5 separate regions of the Mus musculus genome follow, and all the other regions are linked to region 1. A link is a contact called in public HiChIP or PLAC-seq and Micro-C data. All regions are on one chromosome and are shown on one strand. The core of a region is the stretch at or near the end of the contact, and the rest is flanking DNA. Distances in the headings are between cores, read along the strand shown. Region 1 holds the start of Blcap (bladder cancer associated protein). Region 2 holds the start of Snhg11 (small nucleolar RNA host gene 11). Region 3 holds the start of Tgif2 (TGFB-induced factor homeobox 2). Region 4 holds the start of D630003M21Rik (RIKEN cDNA D630003M21 gene). Region 5 holds the start of Tgm2 (transglutaminase 2, C polypeptide).

Region 1 (4,322 bases), core at 1,363-3,862:
TAGAAATCCAGACATTTTGCTCCCTCGAGCTCTCTCTTTCCCTCCGTCCCTTTCTCCTTCCCTTCTGTCTCCCACTCCCCATGGGGACTTTTCCGGCCTCGTTCCTTAGGGCCAGTGAATTCACCAGAGAGCAGCTTCCCAATAAACCTGCCTTCAAAATATTCTAATCTGGCTTGAATTGGCTCATTTCACTGGCGGCAGAGAAATAACCTATCAAAATCCTGTAAGTGCGATAACAGCTCTTCTGTTTTCAGGCAGTAATTTGAGTTGCCCCCATTCAGTGCTCAGACCGCTATTCATTTAACAAGAGCTCCCTGGCCCTCTGTTTTCTTCTGTTGTTAGATGACAGAAAACCAGGTACAGGTAAAGGACTCATAAGCAATTAAACATGAGGGTCACAGCCCAACCCGCTGTGGTCTCAACCCATCCCCGCTCAGGTGTGACACCTGGAACTGGGATCATCTTGTGCCCATGAACTGAAGGATAACAGAGTGTTGGAAGAAACCCAGGTCCTCTGAGACACCAAGCCATTCCATGTATCCGCCACTCATTTCCTTTTTTTTTTTTTTTTTGTTTTTGTTTTTTGTTGTTGTTTGTTGTTGTTTTTTGAGACAGGGTTTCTCTGTGTAGCTCTGGCTGTTCTGGAACACACTTTGTAGACTAGGCTGGCCTCAAACTCAGAAATCTGCCTGCCTCTGCCTCCTGAGTGCTGAGATTAAAGGTGTGCACCACCACGCCCGGCCACTCATTTCCTTTTTTTTTTTTTTTTTAAGATTTATTTTTTATTATTATATCTAAGTACACTGTAGCTGTCTTCAGATGCACCAGAAGAGGGCATCAGATCTCATTACAGATGGTTGTGAGCCACCATGTGGTTGCTGGGATTTGAACTCAGAACCTTCGGAAGAGCAGTCGGTGCTTTTAACCACTGAGCCATCTCGCCAGCCCCTCCTTTTTAAGGCAGTAATTTACTGTTAAGAAAGAAAGAAAGAAAGAAAGAAAGAAAGAAAGAAAGAAAGAAAGAAAGAAAGAGAGAGAGAGGCAACATGAAGAACAGGCTACAGAGCCATCTCATTCCCGAATCCAAGGTGTCCAAAGTCTCCCACGTGAGTCAGCACCAGCCAGCTCCACTCCACGGAACCCCTGCTTCATGGACCAGCCTGTGGCAGTAGGGACAAGAGAGTCTGCTGCACCCCGCTTCTGCAGTTCCTTTCCCAGCTCCTCCCTAGATCACCATTGGCCTCCTTCCTTCCTGCCTTGGATCCCCTTGGCTTCTAGACACTACCAAGACCCGTGTGCTGAGGGAGGCCCACCAGCCCTTATACAGGTCCACTCTCTCCATCCACGGTGTGCCCAGGCATTTCCGCTACTGAGTTCTCTGTCCCACTTCTGATTGTCCCCTAGCAGCCTGTCTTCGGGCCTTTCCACCCTGGCCAAGGGCTCTTCACCTCTTCTTCATCCCTACAGCCACAGCTTAGGAGTCAATGCCTGTGCCTCAGTATGTGCTTCCCGCACCCAGTTTGATATGATCTCTTCTAGCTCCCTTAGTCACTACCTGTCTGAGTCACCATGACTTTGTGTCTGGAAAGATGTTCTGGTTGCTTAACTGGCTTCCTGTCCCAAACCTCACTTTCATGTTTTCTAACCCTGAAAGTCAATGGCCTCGGAGAGACCCAGATTTCTTTTCATTGCCTCGAAGAACATAGCTTCCCATGTCTCTCAAGACAAAAATTCAAATTCATGACCAAGGTACCTGTCATATTCCTTGTTCACCTTCCACCCTTAGGGTTGTCACCTCCATGTCTGGAACAAGACCCCTCACTCACACAATGCACAAACTCAATATGCCTAAGACGGCCCCAACCCTCGCCCACTCCAGACACCAGGATTCCACTCATTTCTCCTCTCTTTACTTTGCCTCCTAGTGCCTTCCACGATGCCTAATTACAAATCATGTACTGGTGCGACTACAAGTGGTTACTGGGTGGTAGTCTCTCCACTATCCCCCGACACTCACTCTCACCCTGGTGACTGAGAAAATTGGGGTCAGGAGTAGAATTGTACCTCCTTAGCCTCTAGCACTGCGCTTGCGCACAGTATGAGGTCAGGAACGTGGCTAATAAGCTAGTAAGTGACCACACTGACTCATCTAGACATTAACAAGCCTGGGGCAAGCCATTTCCTCACCAAGGAGGAAGCACGTCCTCAGCCCGTGGTTGAAGGGCCAGATCTGAGCCACGAGAAGTTTTCCCAAAGTACACAAATCACAAGGTGCTAAGGATTCTGCGGAGTTACGCTCATCAGCGTAACTACACCTCGCTCGCCCGCGGAGCTCTCAAAGAGTAAGAATCACAATCTGCTGCATATGCATGAAGGGGACCATGGGCCGGAGGTTCGGGGCTGCCTAAGATACGCCTGACCAAATATTCCACGGGTTTGAAGACCTTAGCGCCCCATAATTTTATTCAAGTCTACTAAAAACTCAGAAAGGACATTTCGTGGCGGATACTGAGGGGAGAGTGTCTGAGAGTAGCCTCGCTTTGAGCCAGTTTGTCAGGCGTTCTCAGAAGACAGCTCGGTTCTGGACCGGGGGTCCTTGGACCGCTCCACTAGAAGACGAAGGGGGCGTCTCCCCAGCTCCTGCGGCGTTGGTGGCGAGCTAAGGTGGAGGCAAGCAGCGGCGGCGACGGCGACAGTGGCGGCAGTGCCATGGTGGGGCTCGCAGGTATCGTGGCGTCGCCCGCCTGGGCAGGGTGAGAGCGCTCGGTGCGGCCGCGCCGCCATGTTAGCCCTCCGGGGTCACCTTAGGCGTCGCTTGGCCTCTCGCCGGGGCTTTCCGCGCGGCCGGGGTCGGGCGCACCCTTGTCTGGCGTCAGATGACCTCCCCTTTTCGTCCCAACCTGGGCCTTGGGGGTGGTCCCTTCCCGTCCCTTGGGTGGGTTCCGGGGTTCCTTAGCTGTCACTCTGGCCTCCAAGGTCAGCGCGCTCCCGGGACGGGGCTGGGAGGGGCGGGCGCGACCACCACCTCCTCTGTTCCGGACCTTGGCGAGGGGCTCAGCTTCTGGGAGGCTGGACACTCTTTCCTCGCCACTTCAGTTTCTCTCCCCCCCCCCTTTTTTTTTCTTTTTCTTCCCCCACCCTTATCCGAAGGAGTGTGGGGAGAAAGTAGAAGTGGGCCCCGAACGCTCTCTTTTGTGTCCGGAGTGATAGGGTGACCATCTGCTACGGGTCCCGTGTGCTTCTCACTTCCACCAACTTTTCGTCGAGTCTGGACACCGGTTCCCTCTCCAGTTTGTGGGGAGTGGCACTCAAGGGCAGCAGAAGGAACGGAGTGCCTGGCTGGAAAGGAAGAATGGGGGATGGGGACAGTCGATTTTTTTTTTTTTTTCCTTTCTCTGCCAAACCACCTTTAGGTTTCTTCTAAGTCTCTTGTCTCTTTTTACTTGGGAAACTGGGGCCCGTTCTAGTTTATAGGTTATTTCTGTTTATAGGTTCGGATCTTCTTTGTCCCTTTCAGGGAACTGATATATTGGGGACAGCTCTGCCCTGTCTGACATGGTCCAGCCATCCTGTCAGCCATCTGAACTGCAACACCAAAGCCAGGACCCAAAAAAAGTTCCATTTTATGTGCCCCTGGCAAGCATTAGATTGAGCTGGCTTGTTTCTTTTAAGTCAAGATTCATTAATGGCCAGAGTTCCTGTTTAAAGATTGGATTTCTGGAACCTTGGTCAGTTTCCAGGAACCAGATCAATTCTCGATCTGAAAATGGTCATCTTAAAGTTGTTGACAGAACACTTTAACTTCTTACCTGTTATTTCTAGGGGGATGAGAGTTAGGCTGCCCTTTTTACTTGTTCTCTTTGAAATACACGCATTCCATTCAAGCTTGTGACTGTGTGATTTACCAAGAGCCCTGTATTGCCTTCCTCTCTGTCTTCTGGCTCTGCCCTGGGAATGTTCAGGAATCTGTATCCTGGTGTGGTATGAGCCCTGTGGAGGGAGGGGGACAGGATTATTTCCAGAGAAGATTGTGGCAAACATTGTCTCTCAGGCATATGGAAGAAGTCAGTGGTCACCTGAAAAAAGAGACTTTGGTAAATTAGTCTTATGTTTGTGTATACACATTTAAATCTCCTGGGGAAGATTAGCTGCCAGCTCAGAGGCTCGCCCTTTGGGATGTTGGCTCCTGAAGCGATCCAAGTTTGAAAGTAGATATCTAGTAAGGAGTCAGCAGCGAGCCTGCTTCCTTCAAAACCTCTGTGTAATTAAGCTGTCTTTGGCCAGCCCCAGAGTCAAAGCCAAAAATCTTAATTCCTGTCCTG
Region 2 (4,322 bases), core at 599-3,098, 810 kb before region 1:
TGGGAGGCAGGGGCAGGTGGATTTCTGAGTTCGAGGCCAGCCTGGTCTACAAAGTGAGTTCCAGGACAGCCAAGGCTACACAGAGAAACCCTGTCTCGAAAAAACAAACAAACAAACAAAAACAAAAAACAAAACAAAACTGGGGGACAGAGATGCAGCCACCTTCATCTTCTGTCTGTTTACTTTCCAGTCTATCCCATTCCTGGGAACCTGTGAGCATCTCTTGAGGGCAGCCATCTTTTCTTTTTTTGTAAGAATATTTATTTGTTTTATATGAGTACACTGTAGTTGTCTTCAGACACACCAGAATAGGTGTCAGATCCCATTACAGATGGTTGTGAGCCACCATGTGGTTACTGGGAATTGAACTCAGGATCTCTGGAAGAGCTATCAGTGCTCTTAACCACTGAGCCATCTTTCCAGCCCCGCCCCTCTTCCCCTTCTCCTTCCCCTTCCCGGAGGGCAGCCATCTTAGGTTCAGATCCTACCTTGGGAGCGCTGTGGTCCAGCTGCTTCCTAGCTGGACAGAGACACCTCTCATGTCCCCTCTGCACCAAGCTGTCAATTCTGCAATAAACAAGAAGCATTTAAATCAGCATCTAAATGTCACTTGGCCAAGTCTGACCTGGGCAGAGAACCTGGTGCGACAGCCAAATACAACAGATACACCCGAGGCTGGATAACTAATGACGCAGCACTTTCTCCTGAACAAAGAAAGATGCTAACAACACATTACCTGTCAGAGAGCACTTTTCAGATCGTTCCTCCAAGCTCTGATAAACGGCAGCGACTCCAAAAGGTTTTTTATCCCATCTCCTGCCAAAGAACCTCAAATGGAAAAATGCTGGCTAACTGGCTAACCGCTGGCTTCAAAGACCTCAGCCATATGAAATCTACCTGCCCCCACTCGAAGACCAACTTACGTTCAAAATGAGAAATCGGTTTCATTCATACCACAGGGCATAGCTACCATACAGCCAGGCACTAGGGTTCAAAATAAGACAAGCAGCCAGATCTGCCTTTGCAACTTCCCTACCTGGGAATGAAGGAACTAGTTCACAAAGGACCTGAGGTCTTTATGGCCTGAGTCCAGACTCCCAAGCTTTCCTGCACAGGGTCTTTGCTAGGCTGACCTCTGAACCTGGGTGAATTCCACACTACCCCTCTGCTGGTGCCCATAGGTAGGCTAAAATTAGGTGGCACTCAGGCTTCAAGGTGCACCCGCAGCACTTACCGGGATACTTGCTTCCTGGATGGTGGCACCCACCAGTGAGTGCGGAGAGTGGGGAGAGGGGTGTTGGCTGCCGCAGGTTTTGCGTCGTCATCCTTGGTGTCAAGAGGGCCTTGCGGCAAAGGCTCATCTGGGAAACAGCCCTTGGGAAAGGGTTCAAAGCAAGGCGCCACACAGGAGTCCTAGCATCCCGTCCTAGGGTCCTGGGCTTATCAGCTTGGAAGGACGCAGGTCAACAGTCCGAGAACCCTGTGTAAGAAAGGACAAGAGGCTTCGCATGCCTCATGAACCTCACCTGGGTTCAGCCCCCAACCCTCCACCTCCGCCCGGACACTAGCACTGCGTCCCCTGGTCTTTCTCTCCTACCGGCTCCCTCCCCTAAGGCTGGGCGTAAGCTCAACTGTAGCCCACCGACCCTGCAAGGCGGAAGTCCCAGCCTACCAACGATCTCTTTTCCAGTACTCCAGGAGGTCCATAGCTCTCAAGGGTTGGAGGATCACGCCTGCACCCTAGCTTCCCGGCTCCTGGGTTTATCCGGTTAAAGAAGACTGGAGGTCTTGGAAGCGGCCAAGAGCGCAGAGCCGAGGTGACTTGCCTAGCAGGCTGAGTGCGTGAGTGAGTGCCGCAGTGCGGGACTGCGCAGGACACTCCCCGAAAACCGCAGTGTCTGCCCAGCTGCGGCTGCGCGCGCTGCAGTCTCCAGCTTCGCCTTTGCGCAACTGGCCAGTGGGCGTGGCTCTGCAGCGTCCCCTGCAGGAGTAGAACCGAAATGCTTACTGCGCCATCGAGGCTCTCCTTCCTTAGTCCTAGCTTCCATTCTTCCGATCAGTCCATGCATCCATTTTGCCAGAAAATATGTGCAGAACGCCAGCTTCCTCTCATCCCATTAGTCATCTATCATACTGACCCACCTGCCTTCTTATGTATCTATTCATCTGCATGCATCTGTCTGCCTGTCCATCCATCCATCCATCCATCCATCCATCTATCCATATACTCATCTAGCTTTGCATCCACCCATAATATCGTATCAAGGGCCAGACTACGCACTAAAAAATAAAAGGAATAAGACAAACATGATCCATAACTCGGCTATATTTTAATCAGTATGATAAACAAATAGGCCAGAAAATTCAACCACTAAAAATCATAAGTGCAGGGCTGGAGAGATGGCTCAGTGATTAAGAGCGCTGACTGCTCTTCCAAAGGATCCGGGTTCAATTCCCAGCACCCAGATGGAAGCTCATAACTGTGACTCCGAAAATCTCACACCCTTACACAGACATATATGCAGACAAAAAACTATTGCACATAAAATAAAATAAATGTTAAAAAAAAACCATAAGCACTACAAATGAAATAGTGGTAGGCAGATTGTGACAGTGGTGACCTATTTATTTATCCAGCGTAGACATCAGGGCTGTCTCTGAAGAGAAGACAGTCTAAAGCCTGATGGAAAATAAGGAATGAATTATGGAATGTTCAGTATACTATATCCAGGAGGGTTTGCACAAAGTGAAGTAGAGACATCAAGCTCATGCAAGTGGCTCAGCAGTGCTTCTTGTTTTAGTTTGACTTGCCTTTCTTGAGACAGGGTCTCTATTTAGTCTTAGCTGTCCTGGAACTCACTACATAGACCAGGCTAACTTTGAAGAATTCACAAAGATCCTCCTGCCTTTGCCTTCTGAGTGATGGGATTAAAGCTGTGTGCTACCATGCCCGGCTGTTTCATGTGCCCTTTTTTAAGAGTTAGGTTGATGTGTGTGTGTGTGTGTGTGTGTGTGTGTGTGTGTGTGTGTGTGTTTGGTAGGCACACATGTCATGGTGCACATTTAGATATTGGAAGACCGCTTCTGAGTTGGTCTCTTCTACCACGTGGTCCTGGAGTGGTTTTTGGTTTGGTTTGTTTTTTTTCTGAGACAGGATTTCTCTGTGTAGCCCTGGCTGTCCTAGAAATCACTCTGTAGACCAGGCTGGCCTCAAGGCCTCAAACTCAGAGATCTGCCTACCTATGCTGGGATTAAAGGCACGTGCTACCACTGCCTGGCAGGTTGTCATTCCTGAGGACACATGCCTTTACTGGTTTCACCATCTAGTCCAGTCTAGCCATGTCATCCCAGTATGATACGACTCTGATACCTTGATCTCAATGCAACGAAGGAATACAACCAGCAGCCAGTATTTTTGAGCACACAAAATATTTCAGGTGTTTTGACCCATTTAATTATTATTCCAGTATTACAGACTGAATGGTGACTCCCTACCCTAAGTCCATTTTGAAACCCTACCTCCCACCATGGTAGTATCAGGTTGCAAGATCTCTGAAGAGGGAAGTGATCAGGTTATGAGGGTCCCCTGGATCTTGCTTCTTCCTTCTGCCACTTGGGAACAATAGGAAGGCATCCATCAGCCTGTGATACGGGAGTGGTGTGAGGCAGGGCTCAGATTCTGCAGTGCCTTGACTTCAGACTCCCAGTGTGATGCTGAGCCAAAATACCAAGGAAAGCAACTTAAAGAGGAGAGCTTTGTGTTAGCTTTTGATCCTTTGGCTTTGCGGTTTCAGGGCCTGTAGTGAGGTGTCAAGTGCTCATGACAAGGAGTGTGTGGTGGAACAAAGCTGCTCCTGGAGGCCAGACAGCAAAAGAGAAAGGGCTGTGAAGTGGAAACGTAAGGGTTCTTTGGAAAGCCGACTGGATGGTGTTTTGTTGGGGCAAACACGTGAAGGAACGTTTAGCTGAGGTGGACACAGGTGAAAGGCTAAGGCAGACTTGTGAAGGAATGTTTCACTGAAGTAGACGCAGGAGAGGGGATGGATGTTCTGCTAACGCAAGCAATGTGCAAGGACAGGTGCTGAAGGGTTCCTTGCTAACATCACACATGAATTGGTCCACCTTACACTGAGTAGTTGAGCTGCATTTATCCGGAACTCCATAGACAGAAATGCACCAAAAAACTTCTGGTGGTGTGCCAAGGCTTTTTTGCTGCTTTCACAGACTCGGGCTGATTGGCAGAGTGATATCAGCTGAGACAGACACATGTGCTGAGGCAAGGCCCATGGAGGGCACGTGATGTTTGGAGGGAGTATAAACAG
Region 3 (4,322 bases), core at 1,008-3,507, 730 kb after region 1:
GTTCACAAAAGCAAAAGAAATTTACATTTTAATAGCACAAGTTCTAGGCCAAGGCTGGTCCAGGATCTGCATGCTCCTCCCTTCTCTGCCTTTTAACAGCTCCTCAGCAGGCCCAGCCAAAAAACTCTGCCATCTCCCAGGTTTTGTTTCCTCGACTTGGGCCTGAGCCCAGATCTCTGGGCTGGCTAAGCCAGACTTTCGAGGGAAGGGTCTACCTTCAGCCAGGCCACCTGGAGGTGAACCGGGCACTGCTCGGAGGCAGTGTTTACTCAGAGGAGCTCAAGGAGGATGCATTCTGAGGGCAGACATGTAGTCGGCCACCAGGACAGCTGCGAGACCAGCTCAGGGAGGCAGCGCTGGCGGCGGGTGACAAGTTTACTCAAGGTTATCTTCACTTATTCCACTCTGGCTGCCTGCCAGAACCCAGTCTTCATAGTTTCCCTTCCAGAAGAGCACCCCTCCGCATGAACTTTCCCCACCTCTGGGTCCTGCACCCTAGGGTTGTCTGCAGGTTAGACACACACGCACACCAGCGATACCTCAATTTCCCTCCTGCAAGTTGAGCGCTGTTTAAATAACCGACCCGACCCACTGCTCACATCCCGCAAGTTCCCAGAGTTTTACAAACACACATAGCTAAATTTACACACTATACCTAGGACCAACGACTAGACTATCGAAACTAGCCCAACTCCTGCACCCGCCCACCCACGAACTCCAAGTGACCTGCCCACCCACGATCTCTCCGACCCAGGAGCACGCACGTCACCACACCGGCCATCCATCAGTTTTTTATACAACTGGGTTATTGGAGGCACCCCTTGGACACTGCACCCCATCAATCTCCTACACACTCCCACAACACCATCTGCAGCCACTCCCACAGGAACTTTCTGACAACTCGCCCAGCTCCAGATACAATCCCCCGGGCCGCACACTGAGGCTGGAGTTCCCAGCAGTTCACACAAAGCGCGCAGCCTCCCCCGCGGCCCAGACGCAACGGAGCACATGGCTCATGGGGCGCCGACGAATCCGCCGGCGCTCAAGGCACCCTCACTCAACTGTCCCCCACCAGAGTCACGGTGCGAGCAACAGCTCCCCTGTCGGTCCGCCACCCGGCGCTTGGGGGTTGGGGGGGGGGGACGACTTTGCAAGGAAAAAAAAAAAACTCACGTGTCCATTTTGGGACAGGAAAAAGTTTAGTTCCCAGCCCGTTCCCTGGTACTCCGCGCAGGGTGACTCTTGGGGCGCGGGGCCGCCGGAGCGTGCGCGCTCGGCTTTGTGCTCCGAACTCGGCCCGGAGGGGGAGGGGAAAAGAGGGGGCTGGGCTCCAACCTCCGCGCCGCCCCCCCCCCCCAACTCTGCGCCTGGACTCCATGTTGGCCGCCCCCCCTACATCGGGGACGCGCACAGCCCCCGCAAGACGCTCGGCTGCCCTTCGCCTGGTCCCGGGGTCCCGGCGCGCACAAACTTTCTCCGCGTCGCCAGCCCCACGCGCCCCACAGCCTTGGCCCGCCTGGGAGTGACAGATGCCTCGGAGACAGACTTTCCTTTGTTCCAAAGGAAAGGGGAACTCGCGCGGGCTCCCAAGCCCTCTCCGTCGGAGCCCCGCCCGCGGCCCCCACCTCCAGCTGTCACTCGGCGGCCCCCGGTCCCGCTCTGTCGCCGTGCGGGAGGGGGGGGGGCTGCCGGCGGTTAGCAACGTGCACTTTTGAAACCAAACAAACCCGCTCCCCGCGCGCTCACCCCGCTGCAGGGCACCGGCTGCCCTCTCCCAGAGGAGCTTTGGGAGCTTTGGGAGCCGAGCCCTCCCTCAAGGACCCCGAACAGCGCCCCCCCCGCCAACCCCGGCATTCCGCGCCAGCGTTCCGCGGTCCCGACTCACACACACCCCCGGGGCTCACACACCCACTGTCGCACGCGCCGGGACGACGCCCCCTCCCCCGCCCCGTCGCCCCAAGAAACTTTCCAAGTTGTCCGCGCGCCTCCTCCCGCGTCTCCAGCCCCTCGGCGCCCCGCACTCACCTTCCCTGGCGGCTTTCCGGCCCACGCGGCCTCGGTGGGGTGTGGGACCACCCGGCCGGGGCGGGGGGCACCGGGGGAACGCGCCGCGTACCTGCCGGGTCTGACACCCGCCTGACAGCTCGCGGCTGGAAAGCACCTCGCGACCTGACGTCAGATCCCCTCTCCTCCCATCCCGCCTGCCGCACCCTCCCCCACCGCCCCGAGGCAGAAACAAACTTTGTGCAGAGCGTGGCCAGCTACGCCCACCCTCGGGGGCGGGCCCGCAGAGCCAGGGGGCTTCGCCCCGCCCACGCGTCGGAGGGGGCGGGCCCGCGGCACCTCCTTCCTGCGCCCACCCACCTTAGGAATGCCGCATGGCCGGGGCCCGGGGCGGAGCGGTGGGACCAGGGCTCCCGGAGTCAGCTCCAGGGCAGGAAGTGGCCCGCTCCTCCTTTCAGAGAGTGTTTCCGGAGCGCCTACTGTGTGCTCCTCCATGGGGGTGGGGGCACTACCAGGCACAAAGGGTGCCAGTCCCCGTACCTTTGTAAGTTCGCCTCCTCCTCTGGGAGCTTGCCCTTGTGGGGATGGGGAAACTGAGGCTCAGTCGGCTCAGAGTAACTCCCAGGTGCTAAAGGACCAGTTGTTTTGTCCGCTCATAAGGCAAACGGCGCGGCGAAGACCACTTGGGATAAAACCCCAAGCCTAGCGCAGATGGTCGGCCAGGGGTGAGTACAGGCTGCACCCCAGGAGCGTGAGTGAGGCAGGCACCGTGTCGCAATTTGGAGGTGGCCGCATTTACTCGCTGGTCCCTGCCTTACCACGTGTGCCAGTGTCCTTTGGCCAGGTGGGTCTGATGATAGAGCCGAGCCTTTCCCTTGGTGGCTAACCCCAGTTGGAGAGGGTGAGGCTAGGCGCTTCCAGCGGTCCAGGCTAGGGTCATTTTACCTCAAGTTTTCCTTGCGTCCAAGTTCCCTGACTGTTTGTCTGTCTCTTGCTATCTGCATAAGTGTGGCATAGCCTAACTCCAGCTAACAGGCCTTTTCTGGGTTTGTGATCATATAGGCCCAGAAACCTGAGACCCACGTGCCAGAACCAACAGCATCCGAACAGTCTTCCCTGATTGTTATTTTTTTTAATGCTGTTATCTTCTAATCATTTTACTGTTGAGTTTGGGTCTTGGGTCAGACTTAAGAGTGGCGCACCTGCTGCAGCTAAGTGACAGAGACAACAGCTGTCATTGCTGCAGCAGACTCAAGCTTTTGTTTTTCGTTGTACTGTAGTCACAAAAACTTTGGCAACCAAAGTTAAGTTTTCCTACCAGAAGGCCCTAAGCCAGTCAGGATGCCGATTAAAAGCATCTTAAGGTGGGTTTCATAGAAGCCGGACTTGCCTGGAAATCCTTGAAACCAAGATGGCCATCCAAAATCAAAAACATTGCCCAGAACCCTCTTTTTTACTGATGGTGACACCAAGTCTCAGAGAGTTGGTCACAAGCAATTTCTTAGCCAAGTCATATTCCAGCCACAGACCTTTGAAAGAATGAAGGAGATGGGAAATCTTAGGTAAGAAAAGTAAAAACCAATTAGGTCTTGGCAAAAAGCAGGGACTGTCATATAGGTGTGACATGGAGGGAAAATAGAGGGATAGCCCAGTGAATCTGGAGATGTGCCCTGGATCTCATACGATCCAGGCGTGTGCAGCAGGTGTCTTTTCTTTGTGACAGGAGCCTCTGGTGGGCAGTCACAAGCCCACGGATTCCACCAGTGACCCCAGGCCTGCTCACATGAGTGACGCGTTCCTCCCCATGGCCAGCAGCAGAGCGGACTGAATGCTGGGTGACAGGTCTGGAGTCTCCCTGACCCGCTTGGCAGGATCCAGGGTTGGGGTGAGGGGGGCTCTGTGTCAGGCTGGCTCTGTGTCAGGATTTCACATAAACAACTTCCCTAGCCTAAATATACCATGAACTCGACAGTTGCCAGGTCTGACTGCTCTGTAAATGTAGTTTAAGCTCTGTGCATCTTCACCCCAGGCATTCCCACTCCTGGGTTCATGATCCTGGAGCAGCTGTGCATGAAGTTAAAGCTTGCATGAGAGTATTCTTCATACCGCTGTTCTGGAAAAGCCAAACGTCTAGGTGCCCTTCCTGGGATCTGGATGGTAACTGATAATCATGGAACCATACGATCCCGTAAATCTGTGTTCCAAGTCAGAGAGGTCTGACATGAGTTTATTTTCAGCTATAATATTCGGCCTAGAAGGGACTTTGGCCAGACGTATTGATAATCCTGACAAGCTTTTTCCAACTGGGGTTTGGTTTG
Region 4 (4,322 bases), core at 605-3,104, 660 kb before region 1:
GGAGGAGAGACCCAAGCTTTCTCAAAGACTCTGTAAGCTCCTAAGGCCTTTTCAATTCCATTTTCTCTGCTTACTTAGTTCAGAATCCTTTCTGTCTCCCGTGACCCTGGAAAACTGACCCTTTTGCTAGTTGTGTCTCCTCGTTGCAGTCCGCGGAACTCACAACCCCACCTCCCAGCTGAATTCTGCACAGTAAACTGAAGGCTGTTTCTTCCCCTTAAACAAATGCATTCCTATGGGGCTGTTGGCAGAGTGTTTGCCTAGCGTGTACAAAGGCCCAGACCCACATAAAACACAAGTAGCAGCGCATGCCTGTGACCTCAGCACTTGGGAGGCAGAGACAGAAGGGTCAGAAGGTCAAGGCCATCCTCAGCTGCATATGGAATTTTACCTCAGGCTGGGACACATAAGACCCTTCTCAAACAAAACAAAACAACAACAACAAAAGCCCCCTCCCCTCTCTGCTTCTTAGGGAGGGATTATCTGATGTTTAAATAACATCCCTAAGGAATGCTCGGAGCCCCACAGCAGAGTGAGATTACTAGTTGGGAATTACTAGTCCCTCAGTAAAAAAGGATTTGGGATGGCTCCTAGCACAGGTTCTTGTGAAGAGACTAGATAATCAATGGGTGGGGTAGGGTGCGGTGAGGGGGACATGACTGTGGATAAGCCTTAGAAGGGAAGCCTTTACCACCATGCCATCCTGCGGTCTCCACTTACTTGTCCCAATCTTTTTAAGCCATCCCCCTGGAGGCCTCCCGTGGCCTGTTCCCACTGCCTGGAATTCCATTTCCTGCGGCCCCTCTCTGTTCACTCAGGTCTCGTCATTCTAATAATAATAATAATAATAATAATAATAATAATAATAATAATATTTTTCCTGAGTGTGTATCTGTGTACCATGTGTGTTCCTGGTGCCCTCTGAGGTTAAAGAGGGCCTTAGATTCCCTTAGCAGGTAGTTGTGAATGGCCATATGGGTGCTGGGAATTGAACCTGTGTCTTGGAGAAGGGTGGCCAAATCTCTCCAGCCCCCTCTCGGGAGTTTCTGATCAACTCCATTCCTTTTCAGCAGTTAACTCACGGTTATTTTTTCTGTTCCTCTCGTTCTTGTTCCCATTCCCCGTAGGTGACAACCCCCACCCCCTTCCATCGCTCCCCAAGGACAGGGAGTCTGTGTCGTTCTGGCTCAGTGCAGTATTTGATAATAAAAAGCTCGATTCCAGAGTCATCCAACGGGAAAGCTACTACAGAACACCTCAGGAAGGGGCTTCCAAACAGCCCACCTCTCCTTCCACGATTGGTTCCGTGGTAGGGAGTCCACAGGCGTGGTGGGTGTCTGGGGCACCCTGCCTCATAGCAATGTGGGTGTCTGCCATGGGAGCTTCAAGTTCTTGAAGGCTCTGTGTGTGTGTTAGCCGCCATCCCAAGCCTGACACTGGGCCGTCAGGACTGATGCTGACATCTACTCCCCAATTCCAGGAAGGGGTGCTATCCTCACCAGCATCACCTCCACCACCTTCCTATTTTACAGTTGAAAAACTGAGGCTTAGGAGACAAAATGACTTGCAGATAGGAACAAGAAGCCAGCAGTCCTGGGTGGGGACGCTGGAGGGAGCGCTGGGCAGCGCCAGACACCCCTAGACTGTTCCGGTGGCCTCGGCAGGGGGTGCGGAGTGGACCAACGTCGGGCTCCTGTCACCCGCAGCGGCGGCGGCAGCAGGGCGGCGCAGAGCAAGGCGTCGCACAAAGGGCCGCTGTCCCGCCGCCGCCCCGCCCCCCCCCCACGGGGTGGCCCGCCTCTTCCCCCCCCCCCCTTTTCGCCTCCTCAGCCTGGGTCCCCTCTCCCTCTTCCCTGTCCGGGTCTGGCTGCCCCTCGGGATGAGGCCGGGTTAGGAGTACTCCTCTCGCCCTTCGCACTCTCTCCAGAGCTAGGAGAGCCAGAGCTTCGCGGGACAGAGACTGCCAACGCGGGGACCAGAGGAGCATCACCATGGTAACGCCCTCCTGGGCCTGGACCACCTCACTCTGCTGGGTTTTCTCCAGCACGCCCCCACCCCACCCCACCCCCCCGCGCCCCCGGGTGTGTGTGTGTGTCTGTGTGTGCACACGCGGCGCGCACGCACGCACGCACCTAGAGACCCTCGGTTCCTGGTGTGGGTCGTTGCTTAACTGCGTGCGCAGCTCCCGCAGAATTAGGGCAAGAGTGGGGCTCAGATCCACCCCTGGGCCTCGCGTCCTGCCTGGGCCTCTCTGCAGAGATGCACGCTTTCATCTCGCTCCAAACCAGTATGCAAATTTGAACTGGAGTTCTGGACCTTGAGCCTTGCAGAAAACTTGGTTGTTTTTTTTTTTTTTTTTTTTTTTTTTTTTTTTTTAGCGCTTTAAACTTTATGCTGACTGACAGTGCTGTGTCCTGTAGGGGGTCTGGAATGAGAGGGAAATCAAAGTCGTCGTGTCCCCCCCCCTCCCCCCCCCCCCCCGCCCCAACCCAGCACAGAACAGTAGTGCTGAGAAAGGGCGGACCCTGAGGGCAGGAGAGTGGGTTCGAGGGACTTGCTCACCAAATCTTGGGTGCCTTTGCTATTTTAGATACGGTGGTTTGGCACGGGGCCTTCCCATGGGCATGAGGTGTAGAGGCATCTGGGGAGAAGGCGGAGGGCTTACTTCTGTGCATGGGTTTCCTGGACTGCACCTGGGAACGGGACCTCTAGGAGAGTTGTGTGTGCCTTTGTGCCTGTGTCTGGGAAGAAGGAGTCAAAGTGAAGTCTGTTGCTCAGAGTCTTAGCTGGGCTCCAGACAGGTTCAGGATTGGGGAAGATTCTCTGGAGCAATTTTGCAAATCTCCGGGGATTTGGACAGAGCTGGGAGATGGGCCAGGGCATTCACCCCCTGACTCTGATTTGCTGTGCTGGCTTGGGTGGGCTTCCCTTCCTGTGTAGATCCATACCCAGAACTCTACAGAGAAATGCATTCACTCCGTGCCTGCACACACCAATCCCCGAACCACAATGAACACAAGCACACGGGGCTCATGTATCTGCTTGCTCGGGCTGAAATATGGACAGACACCTCTGCACACAGACAGTACAAAACTAGGCTCCCAAACTCAGACCCCAGAGCCAGAGGCACGGTAGACACCGCTCTTGGGGCATAAAAGTACATCCTAAGTGGTTCGGCCTAAGGCAGTGTTTGTCTGCCTCTCTCTATAGCAAGACCCTGTGCTGGGCTCTCTATGAGTGGGAGACATACCACGCCCACCAACTCTAACTGCAGACTTGTAGCCCCTCATCTCACCGATGAGAGCCTGAAGCCAAGGAGCCTACACTGTCACCCTTCCAGAAGTATGAAGCAGAACCGCTGGAATTCACACCCTGCAAAGTCACCTCGGTGCCACAGCTCATCTGTCTGTCAAAGCTCTGGTTTTGACGGAATCAGTTTATTCATTTTTCTTAAAAACAAACAAACAAACCCTCAGTAAACCCCGGATTCTCAGGTCAAAGGTCAGGCCCTGGGGTGCTCCTCAGAACAGCCGAGAGAGTCTTTCCTGAGGGGTAGGACAGCCATGTTTTCATCTCTGCCTTTATTTACATATGTGTGTGTACATATGCACATGCACGTGTATGTGCATGCGTGTGCATGCGCATGTGTATGCATATGCATGTGTGTGTATCTTGTGATGTGGTGTTAGGGAATGTCCATGTTTGTATATGTATACATGTGAGGTGTGTATGGCACGGCACATGCCTGTGTATGTGTGCCTGCATCACATGCAAGCCGGAGGAGGGCCTTCATAACTTCCGTCCACTCCTTAGAGCCAGGGTCTCTCCCTGAATCTGGATTTTGCATTTTATTGGCTAGGCTAGAAATATCCCAGGGATTCTCCCATGCCTGTTCGGCTCCGTGATGGGTGTGTGAGCATGTATGCGACGACATCCAGGTTATTATGTGGGCACTGGGGTCTACACCACTATTTTCCCTTTGACTAGAAATGTAATCACCTCTTCTCCCATCTTTGAGCCCTGAATACTCAGACCTGGCTTCAGAATCCCTCAGGGTTCACGGTCCCTCCTGCCCCAGGACCTTTGCATGTGCTTTCTTTGCCGGGAAATTCCTCTTTCCTGTAATATCCACCCAAACCAAACCACCGTGCTATATCTGCTCACAATCCGCTCACTGCAGCGTGTCACTCTAGCATGCCTTTGCAGCATGCGTGTGGAGGTTAGAGGACAACTGTCAGAGTGGATTCTCGCCTTCTGTAGTGTGATCAAACTGGTCATCAGGCTTGGAAGCAAGTACCTTAACTTGCTGAGCCATTTGCTGG
Region 5 (4,322 bases), core at 784-3,283, 580 kb before region 1:
CACTGAAGTCAGAGTCAGGCAAAGGACCCAAGTCACAGGACTGAGAACCAAGTCTCTGAATCCAGTTCTGCCCTAGCCCCTGCCTGCCACCTTACTTAAGTCAATGGACCCAGTCCAGTATGGTGGCTTAAGGCCCTGAGCCACCACTCAGTTGGCTACAGTTCTGTAGAAAAGACAGAGAAAGGATGCAGTGTTGGCCACGGGGTGAGGAGCAAGCCTGCAGTTTCATGCTGAGTCTCTCACAGGCACCCCAAATAACTGGTGGGACACCCCCACCATCTGTTCAGTGAATCACAGCTTGCTAATCCTGACCCCACTGGGACCTCTCACAGTGACCCCCATGCATGCCTCCATTGTACGATGGGTGGGAGATACAATGGTTAAGGGAGGCCCAAGCCACACCACTGTTGGGGAACCTAGACAGGACTTTAAGGAGGAAGGGCTGCCACCATACAAATAGGAACAAAGGGACATGATGGTAGCAAGAGTGACCAGGCCTCCACATCAGCCCTAGGAGGGCTGGCTGTGGGTTCTATGGTAGTCACAGCAGGGGTCTGGATGACTTCATAACATACCTGTTCTCTGAGGCACTTGGGTGGAGACAAGGGTAGGAAGAATGCGTCCTTCTAGGATGGGAAAGGTCAGCGGACACAGCTCTTACCTTCTCTGACAGGGCTGACACTCTTAGGCCAGCCTGGGCTCAAGAGTCCCTAGTGTTGACCACTTTGACTATGCCCCATTCAAACTCATGAGGAATGAATTCTTGTCCTTATTCCTCACAGGATGGAATGGAGGCCCCCAAAGGCGAGATACCTCCCTGAGCCCCTAACTGTCAGGGGCAGCATGCGTAATCAAGAATTGCCTCTTGTCTGGTGGTCACTCGCCAACTCCTCCCTCTGGTCCTTCACCAGTCACAGGGAGCAATTTCTATAACAACTACCATAAAGTGGGGTGACCCCGGGGTCCCCAAGGACTGTATGGGCTTGTCTTGGCACCCTGAGTCACACTCAAATAGAGTCTGGGGGTATCCTCTCAGGTCAAAGCGGCCAGTCATGCAATGTGTTCCAGAAGAAGGGCTAGAGGGATTCACAGGCCTATGCCTTTTCAAGAAGTCGCCCACTCAGGCTCCATGGTGGTAAGGGAGCTTAGCAAGCTGTCATCAGAGAAGCCAGGATGGAGTTGGTCCATGGGAAGGGTCAGCGGTACGGTGGTCCCTGGGCTCTTCTGGCTGTAGTTCACAGTGGGCTAGCACAGGGAGAGGGATGGGAACAGGGATAGGCAAGAGGATGGGCGAGCAATGGGTGGGTGGGGGAATTATCGGAATGAGTGGCTGGGTGGGACAGGAAGGGTATGGGTGTCTGTGGGAGTCCGCGTGCCAGTACCTGCACCCCTGTCTGCCAAGAGTCTATAAGCACCCACATCCAGATACCTACGCATTTGAGGGTTATATGTGGCTTCGTGGAAACCCAGCCCCGTGTCTGGCTATGCCTATGTCCTGGCTCTCTAGGTTTGCAATGTGACTTAATGTGGGATGTTCCTTTAAGCATTGTGTGTCCAAAATTGTTAGTTGATTCTATGGGACTATGTGTGGATCTCTATGGTTATCTGTCGGCTTGGTTGTGTGTGTGTGTGCCTGCTCCATGTGCATGTGTGTATGGCATGTTCATGTGTTTGCATGCAGTATGTGTGTGTATAGTATACATGTGTAGATGGTTTATGTGTATGTATGGATGTGGTATGTATGTGCATACGTATCTGTGTGTGTGTGTGTGTGTGTGTGTGTGTGTGTGTGTGTGTGTGTGGTATATTCATGTATATGTGTGGAGAGGTGCGTGTTCTTGGCCACTGGTTTGGCTTGTGGAGCATATCTCTGTGTCTAGGGTATTGGTCACACGCTCCAGGTGTCTGTTCCGAGGTCGTCCTGTGTCCAGCAGGGGGCGCTCCCGGCAGCCTTAGTTCCCGGACAGACAGCCGGGGGTGTCCGCCCCGCCCCGCCCGGGGCCCGCCCGGCCGCCCGGCCGCCCTGGGCTATAAGTTCGCGCCGCGCGGCTGGTCCGCAGCACCGCGCTGGTGATCCTCGCTTGAGTGTCCCGCTGCGTCTGAGCTGTCGCCGCTAGCCTGGCCATGGCAGAGGGTGAGTGCCTGGGCCGCGGGGAGGTAGAGTCGGGAGCAGGCTGGGCTGTCTCCAAAGCTCCAGAGGAGAGCGACAGGTGGGCCAATGGGAGGCACCTTGCTGGCCCTGAATTGTTGGCCTCAGTTTTCCCCACCCCAGGGCATAGCCGTTAATTCTGCCCCTTGGATGAGGTGAAAATGCTACCCAGAAGGTGTACTGGGAAGGGTGAGTTACTGTCATGGGTCTCCCAATAAGTAGTTAAGAACTGGGTCCCTGCTGTGTGCCAGGTGCAGGGGAGCCACTCAGGGATGCTGGCCAGCGCAGGGGGCACTTGGCTTTTCTCTGTGCCTGGAAAGGGGTACAACTTTCCTGGCTGATTCTGTGGTCTCAATTCCAGCATCTGGTGGAGCGCCACTGAAGCCAGGCCTGCCTGTTCTTTCAGGTCCTCTTGAGCCCTCGTGTTCTCCAAGCCCAGATTCTCCTTGTCCACTTGTTGAAGCTCAGGGTTCTCTGCTGTAAGTTAGGGGCAGTTGGACCAGCCTTGGTACAGCCACAGGGCTGAGAAGAGTGGAGAGGGTCCAGGGTCCTGTTCATTCCCTGCCTGCCTCCTTCACATGTGCTCACATGTGTGCATGGGAAACACTCGGGATCACATGAGTCAGGACTTGTACAATGGAGGATGTTCCTAACACGGTCAGACCAGAATCCCAGCTGACTATAAGGTCAAGTCCATTCAGGGATGGCATCTGCCTGCACTGTGACCTCAGAGAAGGGACATGAGGCAAGAGAGGGGATGTTCAGAGGGACCTGAAGCAAACAGGGAAATTCCAGAGGCCTCGGTCACTCCTTTTTCTGAAACCTCAACAGGCTGTGAAGTGTCACCAAAGGGGCTGCTTATCTGCAAGGCAGTTTTCCATCCCTATCCCCAAAATCTGGGGGACCTCAGAGACAGCCCCGGATTACTCTGCTGGGGCTTCCTCCACCAAGGTTCCCCCTGGCCTCTATGACTCTGAACCCTGGCTACTGCACCCTTCAGCCTGTGTGGGTGGGGTACTCCACCCTGTCTCCCCAGGCCAGGGGATGGTTGCCACCAGGGCTTCTAGAAAAATGGCCTTTTTCCTGCTTGAGCCTTCCAACGTTGAGGATTTTGTGGGTCTGCCCAGCCTCAGTGGCAGTGGCGTTAACTTCTTTGCTGTGGTGTGGTCGGTCATTACCAGGCACCTGCTTTTTGATTTGTAGCAAGGGCCACAGACCTTTCACTTGAGGTGGTTTTTGTAGAAGCCTTCTGTACTTCCAGGATGGTTTCCCTGAATTTGGAACTTGTGCACAGCAGGGGGCCCGGAAACTAGGCTGGAAGACTTTGGGCCAGTCCTCACCCTGGGCCTCAGTGGGATCACATGTCCTTCAGTGGTCTGAAATCTCTGAGAGTGCCTACTCTCTCAAGCAGAAGGACTCCCTAGACCTGACCATGAGCCTGTTCAGACCCCACCCCCACCCCATCCCATCCCACACCTGTCACCTAGTGCTTACCCAGGTCCTCAGCTCCTCCTGGAACTGAAAATAAAACTTCACAGTGCACGCCTCTCTCTGGGGCTGCCTCCCCCCCCTCTTGACTTCTTAGCACCCTTTGAGGTTCACTTGTCTAGGATCACAAAGCAACACAGAGAATGAAAACACAGGTCCTTAATACTCCCGAGCTGTCGTTTTAAAGCCTTTTCTTTTGGAGAAAATTGGGCATCCGTAAAGTAAGGATAGGGTGATACATTGCTGCCCTCACCATCCAACCCACTCCTGCCTCCTGCCCTGTGCTGCTCTGGGGAAGAAAACCTCATGTCATCATCAGCTGTGAGCCTATCAACACATGCATCAGAAATAAGGATCCTCCTCGGAGACAAGTCAGCAGAATCCCCCAGTTCCCCACTGTCACCAGTTCAACTCCCAGCCGTCTGTCTCCTGCTCACAGTAAACGCTTAAAAATCATCTCGTGAAATCGGTCTTAATATCATGGGCAGAGCACCCTCAGTTTCCCATTACAGGGTCTCCTTTCAAACGTTTAGTCTGTTCTTCTTCTTCTTCTTGCATTTGCTATGTTAAGGAAAACAGGTTCCTTTGCTGAAGGTCTCCCAGACTCTGAAATCTGTTGGCTGCGCCTAGTTCCATCCTTGAGCCTGATCCTTAGTCTATGTTATTTCCAGGACATTGAAAGTTA

What was found. A called contact is a pair of places that touch in the nucleus more often than the background predicts. HiChIP or PLAC-seq counts read pairs in DNA pulled down with a chosen protein or histone mark.
Region 2: an H3K4me3 HiChIP or PLAC-seq map of bone marrow-derived macrophages shows a contact between it and region 1, with 10 times the contacts expected there. The contact joins the promoter of Snhg11 here to the promoter of Blcap in region 1. A contact is called at or near these places in 2 of 39 promoter capture datasets (liver and pre-B cells), 6 of 115 datasets of contacts at active chromatin or transcription factors (SST interneurons, astrocytes, bone marrow-derived macrophages and 3 more) and 2 of 9 other capture datasets (adipose tissue and liver).
Region 3: a contact with region 1 is called in a Micro-C map of embryonic stem cells, with 4 times the contacts expected there. The contact joins the promoter of Tgif2 here to the promoter of Blcap in region 1. A contact is called at or near these places in 6 of 39 promoter capture datasets (embryonic stem cells, hippocampal neurons, liver and 2 more), 3 of 484 Hi-C or Micro-C datasets (all in embryonic stem cells) and 1 of 115 datasets of contacts at active chromatin or transcription factors (embryonic stem cells).
Region 4: a FOXA1 HiChIP or PLAC-seq map of pancreatic cancer cells shows a contact between it and region 1. The contact joins the promoter of D630003M21Rik here to the promoter of Blcap in region 1. A contact is called at or near these places in 1 of 39 promoter capture datasets (the C10 cell line), 2 of 115 datasets of contacts at active chromatin or transcription factors (neural tube and pancreatic cancer cells) and 1 of 9 other capture datasets (adipose tissue).
Region 5: a contact with region 1 is called in an H3K4me3 HiChIP or PLAC-seq map of embryonic stem cells, with 3 times the contacts expected there. The contact joins the promoter of Tgm2 here to the promoter of Blcap in region 1. A contact is called at or near these places in 4 of 115 datasets of contacts at active chromatin or transcription factors (embryonic stem cells, memory CD8 T cells and pancreatic cancer cells).

Annotation. Positions count from the first base shown.
Region 1 is chr2:157,564,651-157,568,972 of GRCm38.p6, reverse strand. It overlaps Blcap (bladder cancer associated protein), which reads left to right and starts at 2,612. Exons shown (of 2, transcript NM_016916.3): 1 at 2,612-2,725.
Region 2 is chr2:158,373,239-158,377,560 of GRCm38.p6, reverse strand. It overlaps Snhg11 (small nucleolar RNA host gene 11), which reads right to left and starts at 1,848. Exons shown (of 5, transcript NR_164123.1): 1 at 1,673-1,848; 2 at 1,235-1,480; 3 at 489-567.
Region 3 is chr2:156,837,942-156,842,263 of GRCm38.p6, reverse strand. Tgif2 (TGFB-induced factor homeobox 2) reads right to left here and starts at 2,257. Exons shown (of 3, transcript NM_173396.3): 1 at 2,026-2,257. LOC115486128 reads left to right here and starts at 1,016. Exons shown (of 5, transcript XM_030252280.1): 1 at 1,016-1,082; 2 at 1,265-2,548; 3 at 3,728-3,846. The coding sequence starts at 1,016. The coding sequence ends at 3,729. It overlaps Gm14230 (a long non-coding RNA gene), which reads left to right and starts at 4,175. Exons shown (of 2, transcript XR_003953756.1): 1 at 4,175-4,218.
Region 4 is chr2:158,226,756-158,231,077 of GRCm38.p6, reverse strand. D630003M21Rik (RIKEN cDNA D630003M21 gene) reads left to right here and starts at 1,854. Exons shown (of 14, transcript NM_177657.5): 1 at 1,854-1,994. The coding sequence starts at 1,992.
Region 5 is chr2:158,144,103-158,148,424 of GRCm38.p6, reverse strand. Tgm2 (transglutaminase 2, C polypeptide) reads left to right here and starts at 2,033. Exons shown (of 13, transcript NM_009373.3): 1 at 2,033-2,134. The coding sequence starts at 2,125.